2 separate regions of the Triticum aestivum genome follow, and region 2 is linked to region 1. Evidence: chromatin contacts called from public Hi-C data. All regions are on one chromosome and are shown on one strand. Each heading gives the region's core, a stretch centred on a gene start, on an enhancer-like site or on the middle of the called end of the contact. The rest is flanking DNA. Distances are from core to core; before and after follow the strand shown. Region 1 holds the start of LOC123170355 (beta-galactosidase 11). Region 2 holds the start of LOC123169418 (protein DETOXIFICATION 33).

Region 1 (4,602 bases), core at 587-3,086:
GTCGAGAGGCGCCTCGTCGTAGTATCTCGGCATCACGAAAGAGGCGCCCGTTCTTCCAAAGTTTGTTCCTCCGTGGTACTGTCCACACAGGCAAGGCAACCGTGTGATTCTGTCAGAAATATACTCTAGTTTCATCCTAACGCCATGTCAACAACAGGTTGGTTGGTTGGTTACTGGACGGTACCATGTAGTAGTTCACCATGCTGCCCCCCACCGAGAAGAACCGCGCCACGGCAAACGCAATGTCCTCGGCAGATCTCTGAGACGGCGGATCACCGAATACTCTATATCTGCAAATGCCAACAAAAAAACAATTCAGCACCCGACAGTCTCTCCTTGATGGACAAGGTGAAACTGATAACTGAACTCACTGAGCAGTCCAGTTCTCGGTCCATAACAGGGGTTTGTTCTTGTCAACTGGACCTGGCCATGTATCTCCGCAGTGCCTACCGTTGCAGGTAGGAATCTAGAGAGGAAAAAAACATGATTATGGATTAAGCATGGTTAATAAATTCTAAAACAAGAAATTATATCATGGCAAATGAAACTTAAACATGTCAGATCATACTAATAAATTACCACGTCCGCTGGAGCTTTAGTCTGCTTGCACATGATCCATGGCACCCCGGTGCCGGTGCTGATGGCCATCTTAGCTGCCCATTCGATGTACCTGGTGCCGTTTTCTTTGAACGCCGCTTCCATGTGCTGGTACTCATTCTCGATCTTTTTTTTTTCAATGCAGGGTGCATTTCATTTGAGAAACCATACATGATAGATATAAGTATTCAGCAGGAAGAAAAAGGGTCAAGATATGCATGCAGTACCTGTGCTAGAATGATAGGGCCTCCTTGTGATGCGAAGAGCTTGGCTTCCTTGAGCTTGTTCACTACGAGAGTCACAAACTTCTGCATGAGCTTCTGCATATATAAAGAGAAAAACCAAGGTGAGGACGCCGTTTTAATTATTTCTGTATGTAGCAAAATTTACGTCGAGCTTTTTTCTTTCTCGAAATGCATCTAGTTTGTTTTACCCTTGAGAAAGAAAAAGAAATGCATCTAGTTTGGTATGTCTGCAACTAATAATTCTGTGTGCTTTGATGGTCTGATTGATCACCTTGAAAGGCTCGTTGTCTGTGCGGAAGATGATGTCGGGGACCTCCCGGAGCCAGTAAGGCAGCCCTCTGGAAGAGGAAAATCACAGATTAAACGGAGACCGTGAATGCAGATCAGCTAGAGATTGAGATGTGAAGCAAAGAGACGAACAAACCCATGGTTCCACTCCGCCTGGACGAAGGGCCCGATACGGACCATGGCGTACATCTCATGCTCCTGGATCAGCTTGAAGAACTTGATCATGTCGTACCTCCCCTCGAAGTTGTACTGAAATCGACCATGGATGGATCCAATCCAAGGAGGAATGGACGATGAGCAGGTACGTAGGTATACGATGAGATGAATGAGATGGAGTGTGTGACAGTTACCACGCCCATCTCGGGTTCATGGACGTTCCAGAAGACGTAGGACTCGATGACGTTGAGGCCGCCTTCCTTGGCCCTGGCGATGAGGTCGGGCCACTCGTGGAAAGGGCTGCGTGGATAGTGGATGGAGCCGGAGAAGAAGAGGTCCCTCTGTCCGTCCACCATGAGCGAGCGGCGGTCGTACGAGATGACGGTGCCTGGTTTGGTGAGCTGGTAGGCGTCCCCGCCGGCCACGAGCGCGGCGACGGCGATCACCGCGGCGGCGGCGAGCCGGACGCGGAGGAGGGACATGGTGGGTGGATCGTGCGTGGAAGCTAGGGGCCACAAGTTCGCGCTCCCGCTAGTCCTAAAATAGGAGGGAGGCGTTCAGTTTAAAGGGATGGCGCTGTGGCCGCGCGGGAGCGCAGGGAGCGACATGCGCGCGCGCCATGCCGTCCGTCCGTCCACGCATCAGCATCACCCAGGGAACGGTTGGCCTCGGCGGCCCGCGCGTGTGCGGGTGCGGAGGTTCTTGGTGGTGGTTTTAGGCGGGGCGGGTTTTTTTCTGACTGAATCAGCCGTGGATCGGCATTGTTTGCGGCGGGGTTGTTGCATGCCGTGCTTAGCCTGGAACGGGAACCGTCACGCCGTCACAGTCACCTACGCCGGTGCTACGACTTCCACCTTGAGCCGGCGACGGAAGACACTGCATGGAGGAGCTCGCCGCCGTGGCCTGCGTGGAGGAGCTCCGGACGTGCTTCGCTATGACCATCGCCTCCGATCGCTGATGCTACTTGTGCTGAAGACTGATGAAAACAAATACAAAACCTGATAATAACTTCAATACGAAAACAATGATAGGAACATAGATCTTACTGGAATAGCGTATGAGAACAATGATCTTCTAAGAGCTCTATCTTAAATCCCGCCCCCCGCAAAACAGGCCGCTCCTTGGCTGCTAGAGCCGTTGGAAGCGACACAGGTGTCGGTAGGCTTGTTGGCGCAGATCCATAAGAAATTATCTTGCTCTGAGAGTTGTATCTCTGAGCTTCAAAAGCATGTATCTGATCATGGTGGGATTCGATACCACTGACGCCCCATTCGGTCCATTTCCAGCATGTTTCTGATCTTGAAAAAATGAAGTGAAGAAATAAATATGAAGGATAAAGTAGTGAAATGACAAAATGCAGATAAACTGAAAACTGTATGAACAAACTTGCTAAACTACCTGGGATTTCTTGACAAACTAAGCAACTACTAGGATTGAGAGCTTTATTAGAGAAGACTTAACATGGACTGAAGCGACTGAAGGTCCGAACACTCATAAATAAGAAAACCGTCTAGACAAGCATAACTACTCCCTCCGTTCCAAAATAGATGACTCAACTTAGTACTAAGTTGAGTCATCTATTTTGGAACGGAGGGAGTAAATCTTAGTGCTTGTAGGCTGTGGTGGTCTGAGGATCGAAACAATGAATACTAAATTAAGAATGAATAATGAATACTAACCAACCTACCTATTGTCAGTACACTGGTGATGACAAGGGCGCGTTCGCGTCAAGGGAAGCGTAAAGAAGGCGGGGCGAAGGCGTAAAGAGGCAACCGGAAGATTCAAACGAGGCTCGGGCCAAGACGACCGCAAGGGTAGAGTAGTGGGCCAACGGGCCAAAGTTGAGCGGCCCATGTAATCTGCGTGTTATAAGCAGGGGAGCGAGGGAGAGAACGGGATCGAAAAAATTGTAATTCAGAGTGAACCTCTCATTCTATCTAGCTTATCTCTTCCTGCTTCTGTATCCTACCCCGGCTCCTCCTTCTCTCCAAATTCAAATTCTGTGCTGCAGCTTGTCGGCGGCGAGATTCCACCGGAGCCTGGTCGTGACAATCTGGTATCAGAGCCCTCTTCCTTGCTCCGCCGTGCGCCCGTATTTTTTTTTCCCGAATCGTACCTGGCAAATCCGAGGCGAAGGTCGCGGATCGCCCTATAAGAATTGTGGAAGCGTCTCAATCTCCTCAACTTGGAGACCCGCATGTATATATTGATAGTTTGTGTGATGTACAAGTCATGGTAGAGTCCTGGTCTAACAACGAGAAGATTACAAGGCGTGGAGATAAGAGAGAGAGAGAGAGAGAGAGAGAGATCTAACTAGTCTAACCTCCTTACAGATAAGTTCAGAATACTACTCTGGCCGGTGGCCCTTGTACATAATGTGATATGTCTAATATCCTCCCTTAATCTTAACTTCTAAGATTTAGATTACGCTTGAACTCTTCAAATGACCTTGTAGGCAAAGCTTTTGTGAAGCCATCTGCAACTTGATCTTTGGAGGGAACAAACCGAATTTCCAACTCTTTGTTGGCCACCCTCTCTCTAACAAAGTGATAATCAATCTCAATATGTTTAGTTCTGGCATGGAAGACAGGATTAGCAGAGAGAGATATGTAGCACCAAGATTATCACACCAAAGACATGGAGTTTGTGTGTGATATATTCCAAGCTCCTTGAGAACAGACTTGACCCAAATAATTTCTGCTGTTGCATTTGCTAGTGCTTTGTATTCTGCTTTAGTGCTTGACCGTGACACAGTTGCTTGTTTCTTTGCACACCATGATATTAAATTAGGTCCAAAGAAAACTGCAAAACCACCTGTGGACCTCCTGTCATCCAAACACCCTGCCCAATCAGAATCAGAAAATGCACTAACTAGAGTGGATGAGGACTTGCTGAAAGTAAGACCAATACTCAGAGTGTTCTTCACATATCTCAAAATACGTTTAGCAGCAGTCCAATGAGCAGAAGTAGGTGCATGAAGATATTGACACACTTTGTTTACAGCAAAGCAAATATCAGGCCTGGTGAGTGTCAAATATTGAAGTGCTCCCACCAAACTTCTGTACTTAGTGCCATCCTCTTGACTTAATGATACACCTTCGGCAAGGGATAATTTTTCAGAACTAGAGAGTGGTGTTGGAGACGGTTTACAACCCTGCATCCCGGCCTTACTCAAAAGATCAGTTGCATATTTTTCTTGAGATAGATGTAGACCACCTTCACTGTTTCTCTGTACCTCAATACCAAGAAAAAAAATGAAGATCTCCTAGATCCTTAAGAGCAAACTCTGAGTGCAAGTCTTTCAAAAGAGTTGTTA
Region 2 (4,602 bases), core at 1,472-3,971, 470 kb before region 1:
CCTCAGACAATATGTGGATATACATGGGCCGTGCAATTAAATCTTCTATTCTTACACAGTTGCAACCCACTACCTATTTTTCCTCCTCATGCAACCATGCCACATCATCAAATCATGCATGTGGTCATAAGTACTTATTTTTCCTCTTTATGTTACCATGCCACATCATCAAGTCATGAATGTGGCCAAAAGTTACAATTTATGCACTAATCTACCCATTGTTTCACTAATTTTTGTGTGGGCATAAATGGTATATACATTGGACGCTTGAGCAAATATAAGTAGATTGTGTTACACATTTTTGTTTAAAATGGCAGCCCGTTTACTTCAATTCAATAGTTTATGTTTTTTAATACACCATTTTGTTAAATGCTTCATATGATTTATTTATTTTAAATAAAAATAGAAGTTTTCTATGAAAGAATGAATTAGTGACATTCATATAAACCTTTAAGAAAAATAAAATAAAAAATAAACAATGACAAAATTTGCACACAATTTACACATAAATTGCACTTTTCTATAATATGCAAAAATTAACATATAATAGTGGAATTTACATAAAAAGGAAGTTTCCTAAGAACGAATGAATTAGTGGCATTCATATTACCATTAAAGAATACATAAACTGAAACAAAAACTAAAACAAAATCAAAACAATAAAGTTTCTAAGAAGAACGAATTAGTGGCATGGTATTACCCTTTAAGAAAAACAAAAAGAAATGAAAACTGAAATAAAATCAATAATGAAATTTTCTAGGAAAGAATGAATAAGTGGCTTGGTATTACCCTTTAAGAAGAAAGAATATGAAATCAAACTAAGACAAGATCAAAGCAATAAGGTTTTGTAAGAAGGAATGAATTGATGACATTGGTATTATCCATTAAGAAAAAGAAAAATGAAAACATATCTACAACAAAAAATGAAAAAAATGCACACAATATACAAGAAAATTGCGCCTTTTTTAAAATACCCAAGAATAAGCATATAATGCTGAACATCGATATTACCCTTAATGAAGAAAGAAAATAAAATAATAACTAAATCGAAATCAAAATAATAAAGTTTTATAAGAACAACGAATTAGTGGCATTGCTATTGCTCTTTAAAAATAAATATAATGAAAATGTGAAGAAAAAAACTTGCACACAACTTTGCACTAAAATTGCACTTTTGTAGTATACGAACAACAATCATATGATAGTGTAATATTTACACATATTGTATAGTATTTGTATGTATATATTTACACTCACCCAACACCAAAAAATACCTACCAAGAAAATAATAAAATCCAACTAATAAAGAATAACAAAAAAACACATAAAAATAGGTTTCTGTTAAAGAAAAAACGAAAGGGGAGAGAGGAGGGCTGGGCAGCATACGTGAGCTTCAGGCCAGTAGAAAGTTGACTGACCCAAATATTTGGTCAGTCAAAAACAAAACGTAAGCCAGCTCACAGAACAGTACAAATCTCAAAGCAAAAATCAATGTCCAATAAGTTGACTAACCCAAAATTAATACTCAGGCGACTTGCGTATAGTTAAATTGAAAAAAGTTACTTCATGTAAGTTTGACAATGGATCGACACCGCTATACCGAAAAAAGCTTCTGCGCCCCTTTATAAATAAATTGACAACTGAAAAACATACAAAGGTAGCGCACACACTATCTCTGCTGGGGATTCCAGCTATACAAGAGAAGCTCAAAACAGCTAAAGAGGAGATATGAGCTAATGTAAGCTAAGCACAAGCCTAGCAACAGATATCTTGATCGTATCATTTGAGTAAACGCATAGTGGTCATAGACATGGACAGCGGGGCACCACTATATATACAAAGCACTTGAAAACCTCTTAGCAACCGAGATCTTAATCGTATCAACTGAGTAAACGCATAGTAGTCACATAGACATGGGCAGACGTGGGTTAAAAGCATTTATACAAACATTGCGTTGTTCGGTTCGTGTACTTTCATTATGAGGTCGTGGGTGAAGTCCTGACACAAGACAGGGTCCTTGAATCCTTGATGCTTCAGTAGCCAGTTCAGAACTTCAGATCATGTAACTTAGCTGTTGCTGTGTTTTTTACGCAGTAGGCAGTCCGTCAATTTTCTGTGTTACTTCTTGTGTTTTTCCTTGGTTAATGGTTTTACATTTTCAGTGGCAGCAAATAGCAGGTGTTGTTTCGTAAACAAGTAATCATGGAGTAGATAAGAGTGACGACATGCGTGCAAGCCGCGCTGTACGCTAAGCCGTCCAGCGTTTGTCTCCTATAAAACCTGGATGGCGACTGCGAGCGATCCGATCGAAAGCGAAAGCGACGGGATCTACTAGTAATCTATACGGATAATACTGGACTCACGGGCTCCTTCAACGACCTTCACGGAGTGGCCTACGTGCCATCTTCTAATTTGCCCCTCCTGATTTTCACTGTGGGACCTGCGAACCTTAATTAAATCACTTAATCAACCCCGTAAGCTCCCCGTGAGTGTAGCCCTAATCTATACTACCCCGACTTACTACTACTAGCAGTATTTGCATAGCAGTGGACTGGATTGATTAGTGGACACGCGCTTTGTGGAGTATTGTACTATCAAATAACATAAGCTGGACATGAGATTTGCGTTGTCGAGACGGCGTGGCTCATCTTGTTCGCCACCTCGGTTTTCGCCTATATAGCCCAGAGAGCGCGCCGGTTAACTCGCAAAGGATAGTGCCGTCACCATAGGAAGCGGAAGCACCAAGTGTCGTCTGCTCGATCGGGCAGTTGACTGGTAGCTGCCGCATTGCATTCGTGGTACCGATACCGCACCCTACTGGCAGTGGCAGGCCATATATTTTCCTTTCCAGACCGGTCCAGTCCAGTGTTGACTGTCTTGGGATACAGATCGATCGATGGCTTCGTGTGCTGGCGGCGGTGATGAGCCGCTGACGGAGGCGCTGCTAGCGAGGGCGGGCAGCGGCGACAAGGATGACCTGGAGGAGATCCATAGCGTGTCGGCGTTCCTACGGTGCGCGGCGCAGGAGAACCGGCGGCTGTGGTGCCTGGCCGGGCCGGCCATCTTCACGTCGCTGGCGCAGTACTCGCTGGGCGCCATCACGCAGGTTGCCGCCGGCCACCTCACCACGCTCGAGCTGGACGCCGTCTCCACCGAGAACTCCGTCGTCGCCGGCCTCGCCTTCGGGATCATGTACGGCATGGGGAGCGCGCTGGAGACGCTGTGCGGGCAGGCCTACGGCGCCAAGAAGCTCCCCATGCTCGGCGTCTACCTGCAGCGCTCCTGGCTGCTGCTCACCGCCACGGCCGTCTGCATGCTCCCGCTCTACCTCTTCGCCACCCCGATCCTCAGGTTCTTCCACCAGGACGACCAGATCGCCGTCATGGCCGGGAGGTTCTCGCTCTACATGGTCCCGCAGCTCTTCGCCTACGCGCTCAACTTCCCCATCCAGAAGTTCCTGCAGGCGCAGAGCAAGCTGATGGCCATGGCGGCGGTGTCCGCGGCGGCGCTGGCGTTCCACGTCGCGCTCACCTGGTTCCTCGTGGTGCCCATGCGGATGGGCCTCGTTGGCCTCGCCGTCGCGCTTAACGCGTCGTGGTGGTTCGTCGTGCTCGGCCAGCTCGCCTACATCGTCATGGGTTACTGCCCCGGCGCCTGGAACGGCTTTGAGTTCGACTCCCTCGCCTTCACCCAGCTCTTCAGCTTCGCCCGCCTCTCCATCGGCTCAGCAATCATGATCTGGTACGTACACTTCGTACATCTCGGTGGTTCATACATACTGTTTCCTACTTATGGTCCAACTAACTGCCATGAACTGTTGTGATTAATCAACTCTATGTTCCCGCTCTTTCCCTATGGAATTTGCGACCACGGAATGATAGCTTGGAGTTCTGGTTCTACATGTTCCTGATTGTGATCGTGGGCAACCTTCCCAACGCTCAGGTCGCCGTCGCCGCAGTCTCCATCTGGTGAGCTAGCTAGCTGTTATAATTGCTACATACTAGTGATCTAAACGCTCTTATATTAGTTTACGGAGTGAGTACTTGCCAAGCTGAGCAAAACGGTAGCTAGCTTTAGTAAAGAGTAAATAGTACTAATAGTAGTATAGCAGCACTGACATGTTGTGATTTCTGGATGTGGCACATTGGCTGCCGCGTGCAGCACCAATCTGTTCGGGTGGCAGATCATGGTGTTCTTCGGATTCAATGCAGCCATCAGGTAATCTCAATCAATCAATCAGTATCAGTAAAGATCGCTGTCAAATTAATGTGCTAAATAATCTGTAGCGTGAGGGTGTCGAACGAGCTGGGCGCGGGGCGGCCGCGGGCGGCGAGGTTCGCGATCGCGGTGGTGCTCATGTCGTCCGTGGCCATCGGGGTGGGCTTCTTCGTGGCCGTGCTGCTCCTCCGCGACGTCTACGGCGCGCCCTTCACGGAGAGCCCCGAGGTGGTGCACGCCGTGGCCAGCCTGGGCGTGGTCTTCGCCTTCACGCTGCTGCTCAACAGCGTCCAGCCCGTGCTGTCCGGCGTGGCCGTCGGCGCCGGGTGGCAGTGGCTGGTGGCGTACATCAACCTCGGGTGCTACTACGGGGTCGGCATCCCG

What was found. A called contact is a pair of places that touch in the nucleus more often than the background predicts.
Region 2: a Hi-C map of leaf shows a contact between it and region 1, with 5 times the contacts expected there. The contact joins the promoter of LOC123169418 here to the promoter of LOC123170355 in region 1. A contact is called at or near these places in 4 of 5 Hi-C or Micro-C datasets (leaf, root and an unstated tissue).

What each region holds. Positions count from the first base shown.
Region 1 is chr7D:265,017,795-265,022,396 of IWGSC CS RefSeq v2.1, reverse strand. It overlaps LOC123170355 (beta-galactosidase 11), which reads right to left and starts at 1,836. Exons shown (of 11, transcript XM_044588205.1): 1 at 1,481-1,836; 2 at 1,267-1,379; 3 at 1,114-1,180; 4 at 825-917; 5 at 580-723; 6 at 372-466; 7 at 185-290; 8 at 1-78. The coding sequence starts at 1,768.
Region 2 is chr7D:265,488,871-265,493,472 of IWGSC CS RefSeq v2.1, reverse strand. LOC123169418 (protein DETOXIFICATION 33) reads left to right here and starts at 2,721. Exons shown (of 6, transcript XM_044587294.1): 1 at 2,721-3,741; 2 at 3,882-3,968; 3 at 4,162-4,218; 4 at 4,287-4,602. The coding sequence starts at 2,897.